Regions from separate parts of the Mus musculus genome. Here region 1 is linked to region 2. A link is a contact called in public Hi-C data. All regions are on one chromosome and are shown on one strand. Each heading gives the region's core, a stretch centred on a gene start, on an enhancer-like site or on the middle of the called end of the contact. The rest is flanking DNA. Distances are from core to core; before and after follow the strand shown.

Region 1 (4,135 bases), core at 871-3,370, 960 kb after region 2:
TCTTGATTTTAAGACTCCTGGGAAGCGGATGTAACGGGTGAGATTTCCGGGCTCCACCTTAAAGATTTGAGTCAATAGGTCCAGATGGGTCTAGGTACTTACACTCTAGATTTGTCTCTGGGTTCTACAGACTATCAGGCCAAGAGCTGGCTGGCTGGAAGTGATAGAAGCAGATGGAGCTCTCTGAGTTCAAGGCCAGCCTGGTTTATATGATGAGTTCTGGGCCTGCTAGGACTACACAATGAGACCATGTGTCAAAACAAAACAAAACAAAACACCACCACCACCGCCACCAACAACAAAACAAAAACAAAAAGAAAGAAAAAGAAACTGAGGTTTCTCAAACTGATCTTGAAACTTTGCCCAAACTTTCCCAGTTCTGAACCAGAGTGCAGCCCCTAGCAAATAGAAGGTTTGATGAGGCAGGGTGTGTGCTGGGCCTCGTTGGGCATCCCAAGAGCTTACCTGGGCTTACGGTGGAGAGACAGATGTGGGGGTTGCTCTGGGAGATGCCCTGTGCATGGGGAAGACACAGCTGACTGTGTCAACCTCCTGATACTCCCCGTGTGGATTTTAACGCTGAGTTTTTCTTCTAGCCAAGCAGTAGCTGGTGTTAGGCACCATCTTGTAGCCCTGGAAGCCGCTACCACCGCCACCCGCTGCACCAACGTCCGTCAGCCTGACAGAGTTAGATATGACTCCCGTGCACCCAGGTTTGCCATAGGAGTTTACTCTCTGCCTCTGGTGCCTACTGTATCCACAGGGTGGGAGTGTTAGGAGTGTCCCCACTCCCCTACCTCCCTCAGGCTCCCTCTCTGGAGCACGTCTCCTGTGGCCATCCATGTCCGTGATAGAGTGTGGTAGGGCCTTGGTCTTGGTTTCCTCCCCCACAGAGTGGGATTGCATCTGAATGCACTTCTGTGGCCCTACCATGCAGCTTCCAAGGGAAGTCCCTGGTCCTTGAGAAACCTTTGGGGAAAGACCACAGCACGTTCACCACAGAATCATCCAGAGAGCGCACCGCTCAGGGGATGCATTGTGTGATAGAAATGGAAGCGAAGATTTGGGGCTCTCCAAAACAACAAAAAAGACTGTTCATCTTCTTGGGGAAGTTGTGCTCTGTGGCCGGGAACAGGTTCAGGTCATCCCTCCTCTCTTTCAAGCATATTCTAGGTGTCTGTCTGTCTGTCTGTCTGTGCTTTGCCCTGTGGCTCTGCAGCGCATGCCTGCCCTGAACATCTGCAGGCCCCTCAACACTCTTTGATGTGTTTACTGTGATTGATGTCTGGAAGCAGCTAGGACTCTCAGTGGAAGGGGCCAGTGATAGACTGCTGAGCTCAGGCTGGTGGTGTGGTGAGAGAGGCCATGAGGCCATCACCCCAGAGGCTGCCTGTCACAGCCTGGTGAGGGTTCTGTTCATTACTCTTGGATGGACTAGTGTTCCCCATCAAGGGCACTCTGGAGCCAAGGTGTGGGGTGTGAGACAGCAGCCTTTGGAGGTCTTCTAGGGGGAAGGGTGAGGAAGCAGGCACAGTGTCTCCTTTGTTCAGAACAGAGGATGGATCTGGGTAGAGGATGCCATGCTTTTAGGTCCACAGTCTGATTGATTGATTGATTGATTGGGCCTTGGTGTGAGGGAGGAAGGACGTCCTTCCTGTGGGGGAAAAAGAAGCATTAAAAGAGGAACACTGCAGGGAAGGGTACATTTAAAATATCACCCAGACATTGTACTCACTGCATAGAGGGTAAGGCTGAGGCCCAGGGGCAGTGACTCGCCTGAGGTCACAGAGCAGAGTGCACTGCCTGCTCTCCATGAAGCCAGGGCTTCAGACAGCACCAATGATAACATTAGGGGCCCGGCAGTGTGGAGGGGTCACAAGGTGGCTTGGCTAACTCTTGGGACTTCTCTTGCATTTCTGCAGAGAGAGGAAGACAAAAGGGCTCTGCTTCCCTTTCATACACAGGTGCAGTGCAGCCTTGGGTTTCTGTAGCTTGCAAAGGGGGAAGTTTGTGGACGTGGTAGCCGCCTCCAGGAGTAGTCCCGGCCTCCACAGCGCCTGCCCAGGACCCTGTAGCCCTGGTGCTGGGGAAGTGACACTGCTGGAAGTGAATGACAGCCCTGTGGCCGGGTGAGTCAGTGCCAGGAGCCGGGGCCCTGCTGACTCACCCTCCCCTGGCTCCTCAGCTGAGGGGGAGGGGAGAGGAGGAGGGGAAAAGGGGGAGGGACTGAGTTGCCCCTTTGGAGCCTAGAGCTTGTCCACCTAGGCATTAAAGGCGACAGGTGGCTGGCCAGGTCAGGAGCTGGGCGAGGCGTCTCTGAAGCTTTGTGTACACAATCTCCAGTTGCACACACCCCGGCCCTGCTTCTAAGACAGGCCCTGAGCACCCTGGAGACACCAGGGTGCAGTCATGTCTCCTTTCTTCCTTCTTCTCCCTCCCCGATCAGTTCCCCCCTCTTTTCTTCCCTCCTTCCTCCACTCTCCTCCTCCTCTGCCTCTCCCCTCCTTCTTGCCCTCCTTTCCTTCTTCTCTCCCCTCCCCCTCTCCCTCCTGCCTAGCTTTGTTACTACAAGCCGGAGGTCTGCCCGAATAACATTTGGTGGCCAGGCCTTACTCCCCCAGCCCCCAGCCTCGGCTCTGGGCGTCCAGCTCAGAGGGGAGGGATCTTTTATGTACCTCCCCTTTGCAGCCTCTTCTTACTTTGGAAGCCCCTCCTGTCTTTCCTATGAACTTCCCACAATTTTTGCTTTCCCACTGTCTCTGATCCTAGGAAACAATAGGATGACCCCATAACCAGACCAAACAAGTAGATGACAGGCAAGTGACAGATGGGGCTTTGTTTCACACAGCCATCTCCTGCCACCCGGGAGAACTGCTCCTCTGAGCCAGGCCTGGAGTCATGTTTTGTAGAAGGGTGGCCCTGTGTTTTGGCTTCACCTCTGGAGTCTGGTGCTAGCCCTGTGCTGACAGACACTGTCTTCCCTATATCACCAGTGGTGGGCCTTAGGAAGGTCAGCTACCCATTGGTCCTTTGCACACAAAGCAGCTGCCAGACACCCATCCCCAGAGTAGCTCTGCTCAGGGGGCCAGAGTGTAGCCCCAGGGTGTTGGGGTCAAATGACCAGAAGGTCACATAACACCCCAAGTAGGCCCTTCAGACTCACTTTCTGAGCTGGAAGGAGGGCTAGCCAGGGACTTGTAGATGAAAGGGTTTTCACCCCTTAGTGGAATGGTGGGGCACTCAGGATAAACCTAAGTTTAAACCTAGCCTACTGGAATCCTCGGGCTACCTGTTTAGTTGCCAGGTCTAGTTTAACTGTCTTTTAAGTCCTATTTGTTTGTTTGTTTGTTTGTTTGTTTGGCTTTTCGAGACAGGGTTTCTCTGTGTAGCCCTGGCTGTCCTGGAACTCACTCTGTAGACCAGGCTGGCCTCGAACTCAGAAATCCGCCTGCCTATGCCTCCCAAGTTCTGGGATTAAAGGCGTGCACCACAACTGCCTGGCCCTTGTTTGTATTTTTGAGACAGGGTTTCACTATGTAGCTCTGTCTGGACTGGAACTTGATATGTAGAACAGCCTTGCCTCAAACTCATAGAGATCCACCTGCCTCTGCCTCCCGAGTGCTGAAATTAAAAGGGCATACTACTATGCCTGGAGATATCTATCTGTATTTATCTGTCTATCTATCTATCTATCTACTTATCTGTCTATCTATCTATCTATCTATCTATCTATCTATCTATCTATCTATCTACCTCTGGTATTCTTCACTGCCGAACCACCCCTTCAGATCCTAGTATGACTGTCTTTGTGTATTCTTTCCCCTCCCCTCAGAACTCTATTCCCCCAAGATCTTTTAGATAGGTCTCAGCTTGATGGCAGTGTGGTGGAAAGCATGTACCATCTGGATATAGATTCCAGCTGTGTGCGTCGCTGTAAACAGAATTCATATCGCTGATCTTCTCGGCCCCATAAGCTGGTAAAAGATATTATTCAATTTTTCAGGTTCCATCTGGAGGTTCTCTGGTGTCCTGGGGGACCCCAGTGTCCTGGATTCTGGGTATAAATCCTGAGAATTTGGGGCAAGAGTGTCCCTGCTCTGAGCCTCAGGCTTCAGAGGGTGGGGCTGCAGCCGGC
Region 2 (4,230 bases), core at 204-2,703:
CTCTCACAGGACCTCTATCTAACATGATGTTTCTCAACCTAATGCTGAGACCGTTTCATACAGTTCCTCATGTTGTGGTAACTCCAACTATAAAACAATTTTCATTGCTACTTCATAATTATAATTTTGATACTGTTATGAATCATCATGTAAATATCTGTGTTTTCTGATGATCTTAGGTGACCCCTATAAAAGGATCATTCAACCCTCAAGGGGTCCTGACACATGTTGAAAAACTCTGCTTTACGTGATGACTGAACGAGTCTGATCTCCACTACCCCCCCAACCTCTCCCCACCCTCCCCAGTACAGCTCTTTGCTGTCCCCTTCACCTTTAGTCTGGGACTCCAGGGCCAGCCAGGTTACCTCCCTATCACTGTAGCTAGAGTGTGGTCCTCTTCCAGTCTGTGCTGAGGGAACAAGGTGAGCACTATCCAACAGTGGAGTGGCTCCAGATTCTGTGCCCAACCAGACACCCTCCTTTTTGGGGATACTGCTGGAAGTTCCCAGTCCCTCTGTCCTTAGAACCCGAATCCCCAGCTGGTCCTTCATCCAGTGGCTTCCTTGATCTTGGACTCAGGTCCCCTGTGACCACCCAAGAAGTCATTCAAAACCACACAGCCACATTTCACTCTGTGGTCCATTTCCTGAGCCCCAGATATTCCAAGAGGAAGGCGTTCCACTACCCTTGCCCCCTCCACCACCACCACCTCTACTCTGGGCCAAACACACAGAGGGCACTTAGGAGATATTCGCTAGGTACACTGTTGGCCAGATAACAACTCACTCAGCTGAGCTCATGGAACAGGAAGGTGGTGGTGAGGAAGATGCTTAGGTACCCACCCTGACAGGCAGGCAAATCCATCTGGGCCAGGCATTGGTTAACTTTTCTCACCTATGCCAGGATGGTTATTAAGCCATTTTTTTTTCCAGATAAGTTAACCAAGGTCACTCAATTTGCTCGGAGCAGAAGAGAATCTGGGGCCAGCTTTCTAGGATCTACGCTATCTCCCATTCTGAAGCACGGAGGGTGTGACCCTTGGAGTCTACCACCCAAAGAGAGAAATTCCAAGTGCTTAAAGGCCCAGGCACTGGGCCAGAGTCTTTCCATGAGCCTCCTTTTCTGCTCTGGAAAGAAACCACAGTTCAGTTTTGCAAATGCTAACCTTAGATCCAGAGTAGTTCAGTGACTTTGTAGATTGCATAGTGAGGCAGTAGACCACAGAGCAGTAGACGTCCTACCAACAGCCTTTCCTGTGTGATGACAGGAGAATGAAGCACACTGAGGTTATTGCCTCAGTTTCCCCTTGTGTACTGGGGTATGGGTGGGGTGACCACTGACAGGACATGAGGTGATTAGGGAGGCAGGCCTCTCCCCGCTCCACACAGGGGCTGATAGGGGAAGTGAGTGAGTAGCTGTTTCCCCATCTCCTCAGCCCCACCCCGCCACAGCACCTGCTGGGTAGCACCTCTCTGGAAATAGTCTTCCAACCCTGGGAAACTCCCCCTGAAATGCCCCCAGTGTCATAACCCAGTGTTGCTGCAGCTTCTAAGTTGGAAGCCTCAACCAGGCATCTTTTTCCAAGATTGCCACAAGGTCCAAATGTCCACACAGCCTGTAGCTACAGATACTGCTGGTTAGATATAAAACCTTTTATGTCCTCAAGGAGACAGTGAGTGAAGCTGAAAAGCTTGAAACTACAGTAGCAGAATAGGATCCCTGAATTAAGACATCAACATTAACCTAGGAATTAAGTCAGCTTGCGGAGGAAGACTTTAAGTCTTTATTTGGGCTTCACAACAGTACCTATAGGTAGAAAAGACCTGAAAACACAGACAGGCAAGGCAGACACTACAAAGGACTTAACCAGGCTTATAAGCCCACCTCTATCCTCAGAGTACTTTTCCTTTCTTAATCAGCTATCTCTATGTCTACTTCTAACCATCAGCCCCCTGTACAAATATTCTTCTGCCCTGGAACACAAGAGCCTGCAATCTGGTGGCATATAAACTTAGAGCCATAGTTCTGTATTCCTAAGCATCTTTTCCCAATCACCATGGGCTTTTGGATTCTCTGACCTCCATATCTAACTCTAAAGGCACAACTCTCTCCAGCATGCCTCCTCCTGGAGGCCAATGAGATTTCCAACTTGCCTATGCTGTTTTTCCTTAACCTGTAATAAATTGCCCTGAGCTTCCTTTTGAGTCTTAACTTTAAATTCTTTCACTGTAAGATTGAGAGCCCCAAAAGTTACCCCAGTTGCTCCAAGTAACAAGAGGACCTATCCTCTCTGCCATAGAACCCTGCCTCTCCCCAGCCCAGGGTCTGTCCAGCTAATCTATCCTCTGGCAAGTACCCCCCAGGAATCCTGGGACACAGTGTGAATTGGGGTGAGTTCAGATACCTCACTGGTATCAGACTGGATCCATAAATTGTCAAGGAAGAAAGGGGAGCTAGCTAGGCTTTGAAGATCAAGCTAATTGGGACCTGCGGCCACTTGCTAACTGTAAACTTTCAGTCTCCCCCAAGCCTAGATTTTCTTACTTATAAAATGGGGACATCAGACTGCACTTTGGAGTAATGGCAAGGAAATGACTATGTGTGCTGTCACCAGGCCTTCTAGGTCCGTAATTGATCCCATAAGATTGTCAGTTTTCAAGAACTTGCCTACTTGTCCAGTCTCTAGCCCATGGTACCTGAATACTCTGGTTTTATATTTGGACTAAGGGTCTAATAGGAGTCAGCTTATTCCAAGGCTGTGCAGAAAACCCAGGGCATACATCACAAGGGCCAGACCAAGCACAGGCTGTCATATGAGAAAAAGCCCAGTCAGGGTGATGAGCTGCAAGCATTGAAAGGAGGAGGAGACCCCAGCAACTGCCCACACAGGTGGAACCCTGAATTCGTCTGTACAGGGGCCTCTCAGGAACAGAAGGAGATAAACAGCCAGTGTGGGCTGACCTGTTCTCGAGTCACAATGGAAAGGACACTGGGTACTTGCTTGTTGCATGCTGGACCTCTAGGCCTCACCAGACTTTCATTCTCGCCTTAACCTAGGTCCTCAATGCCCCAGACCCATTTGGCTCCAGAGGGACGTTGTTTTCCATACACCATGGTGGAAGATGACTTGGCTACTCTGTCCAGGAGCCTATCCTGGTTTCCATCAGAGCTGCCTTCAACACCACTCTTCCTGGAACCTTCCAGAACTTCTTCCCCAGCACCCTAAAGTGTCTTAAACATATACCTTGGCATCCCAGGAACAGCTGCAGCTTTAGGGCAAAGGACACTGATTTCTTTTTACTCTCAGGCTCCTTTGTCTCACTGTGAAGAACATCCAGGAGCTGAAATACTGGAAACTCTGCTTTCACTTCACAGTTTGCTAAGCATTAGGCCTGACCACTACACAGGCTAAGCTGGTGCCTAACCTCAGGACACTGGGCCTGAACCAGCTTCCCACAGGGCTGAAGTCCAGGGTTGCAAAATGGTAACATTTAACCACTCTAGTTCAAATTGAAACCCTGTTTCTTCTTGGGAACTAATAATCCCAGGTGTTTACTGCCCTGTTGTCATGGCATTGCCCCTGATATACCCCTGGTTGTTATATAATCCTCACTCTGGGTTTGACCTCATTTCCCAGATGAGGAAACTGAGGATCCCAGAGGTATGGGGAGCTGCCCAGGCTTGCTCACCCCCTGTGAGATGGGTCTCAGCCATGGAACACACCCATGTTCTTCCCACCAGCTCCTCTTATCCCTGATGGGAGAAGACACTAGGAGTCAATTAGTACACCCTGGTACTCAAAAGCAAGTATCTGTCCTTTGACACTTCAGCCAGGGCCTTTCACTTCACCCTTCACCAGGCTTGGCTATCTCCAGGTCCTGGTTTCAGACCAACTGTGGCTGCCTTCACTGCGGCTGTTGACAGAGGTTCTGCAGTTGGCCTGCTGGGAAGATATTTCAACACACTCCTGAACACACGCCTGTTCTGAGCATGATGACTTCCCTATATGTCACCTTCATGGGTGACATCCCAGTAGCCACCTGATAGCAGTCAAAGTCACAGAACCTGACCAAAAAATGAGTTCCAACCAAATCCAGCCCTGGATCCAGATACTGCCGCCCCATTCTCTACAAAGGGCGGAGGAACTTTCAGTCATAGGTACATGTAAGGTGCAAGGAGGCAATTTACAGAGTGCTAGATAGGACCTTGCATACAGCAGGTACTCACTAA

Evidence for each region. Hi-C and Micro-C count contacts between places; a contact is called where the count stands out from the background.
Region 1: a contact with region 2 is called in a Hi-C map of neutrophils, with 4 times the contacts expected there. The contact joins two enhancer-like sites. A contact is called at or near these places in 1 of 484 Hi-C or Micro-C datasets (neutrophils) and 2 of 115 datasets of contacts at active chromatin or transcription factors (bone marrow-derived dendritic cells and bone marrow-derived macrophages).

The regions. Positions count from the first base shown.
Region 1 is chr6:91,710,916-91,715,050 of GRCm38.p6, forward strand. All of the region lies in intron 2 of Slc6a6 (solute carrier family 6 (neurotransmitter transporter, taurine), member 6), which reads left to right. Gm44981 (a long non-coding RNA gene) reads right to left here. Exons shown (of 3, transcript XR_003956469.1): 3 at 674-1,654. Among named protein-coding and RNA genes, the nearest start is that of Gm44981, 8.9 kb to the right of the region's middle. Within about 2 kb of position 2,121, at least 265 of the 459 cell types and tissues checked have an H3K27ac peak or open chromatin away from gene starts, as enhancers often do. A contact at or near this core is called in neutrophils, where this site is marked.
Region 2 is chr6:90,750,393-90,754,622 of GRCm38.p6, forward strand. The region is part of intron 1 of Iqsec1 (IQ motif and Sec7 domain 1); the gene reads right to left. Among named protein-coding and RNA genes, the nearest start is that of Iqsec1, 58 kb to the right of the region's middle. Within about 2 kb of position 1,454, at least 88 of the 459 cell types and tissues checked have an H3K27ac peak or open chromatin away from gene starts, as enhancers often do. A contact at or near this core is called in neutrophils, where this site is marked.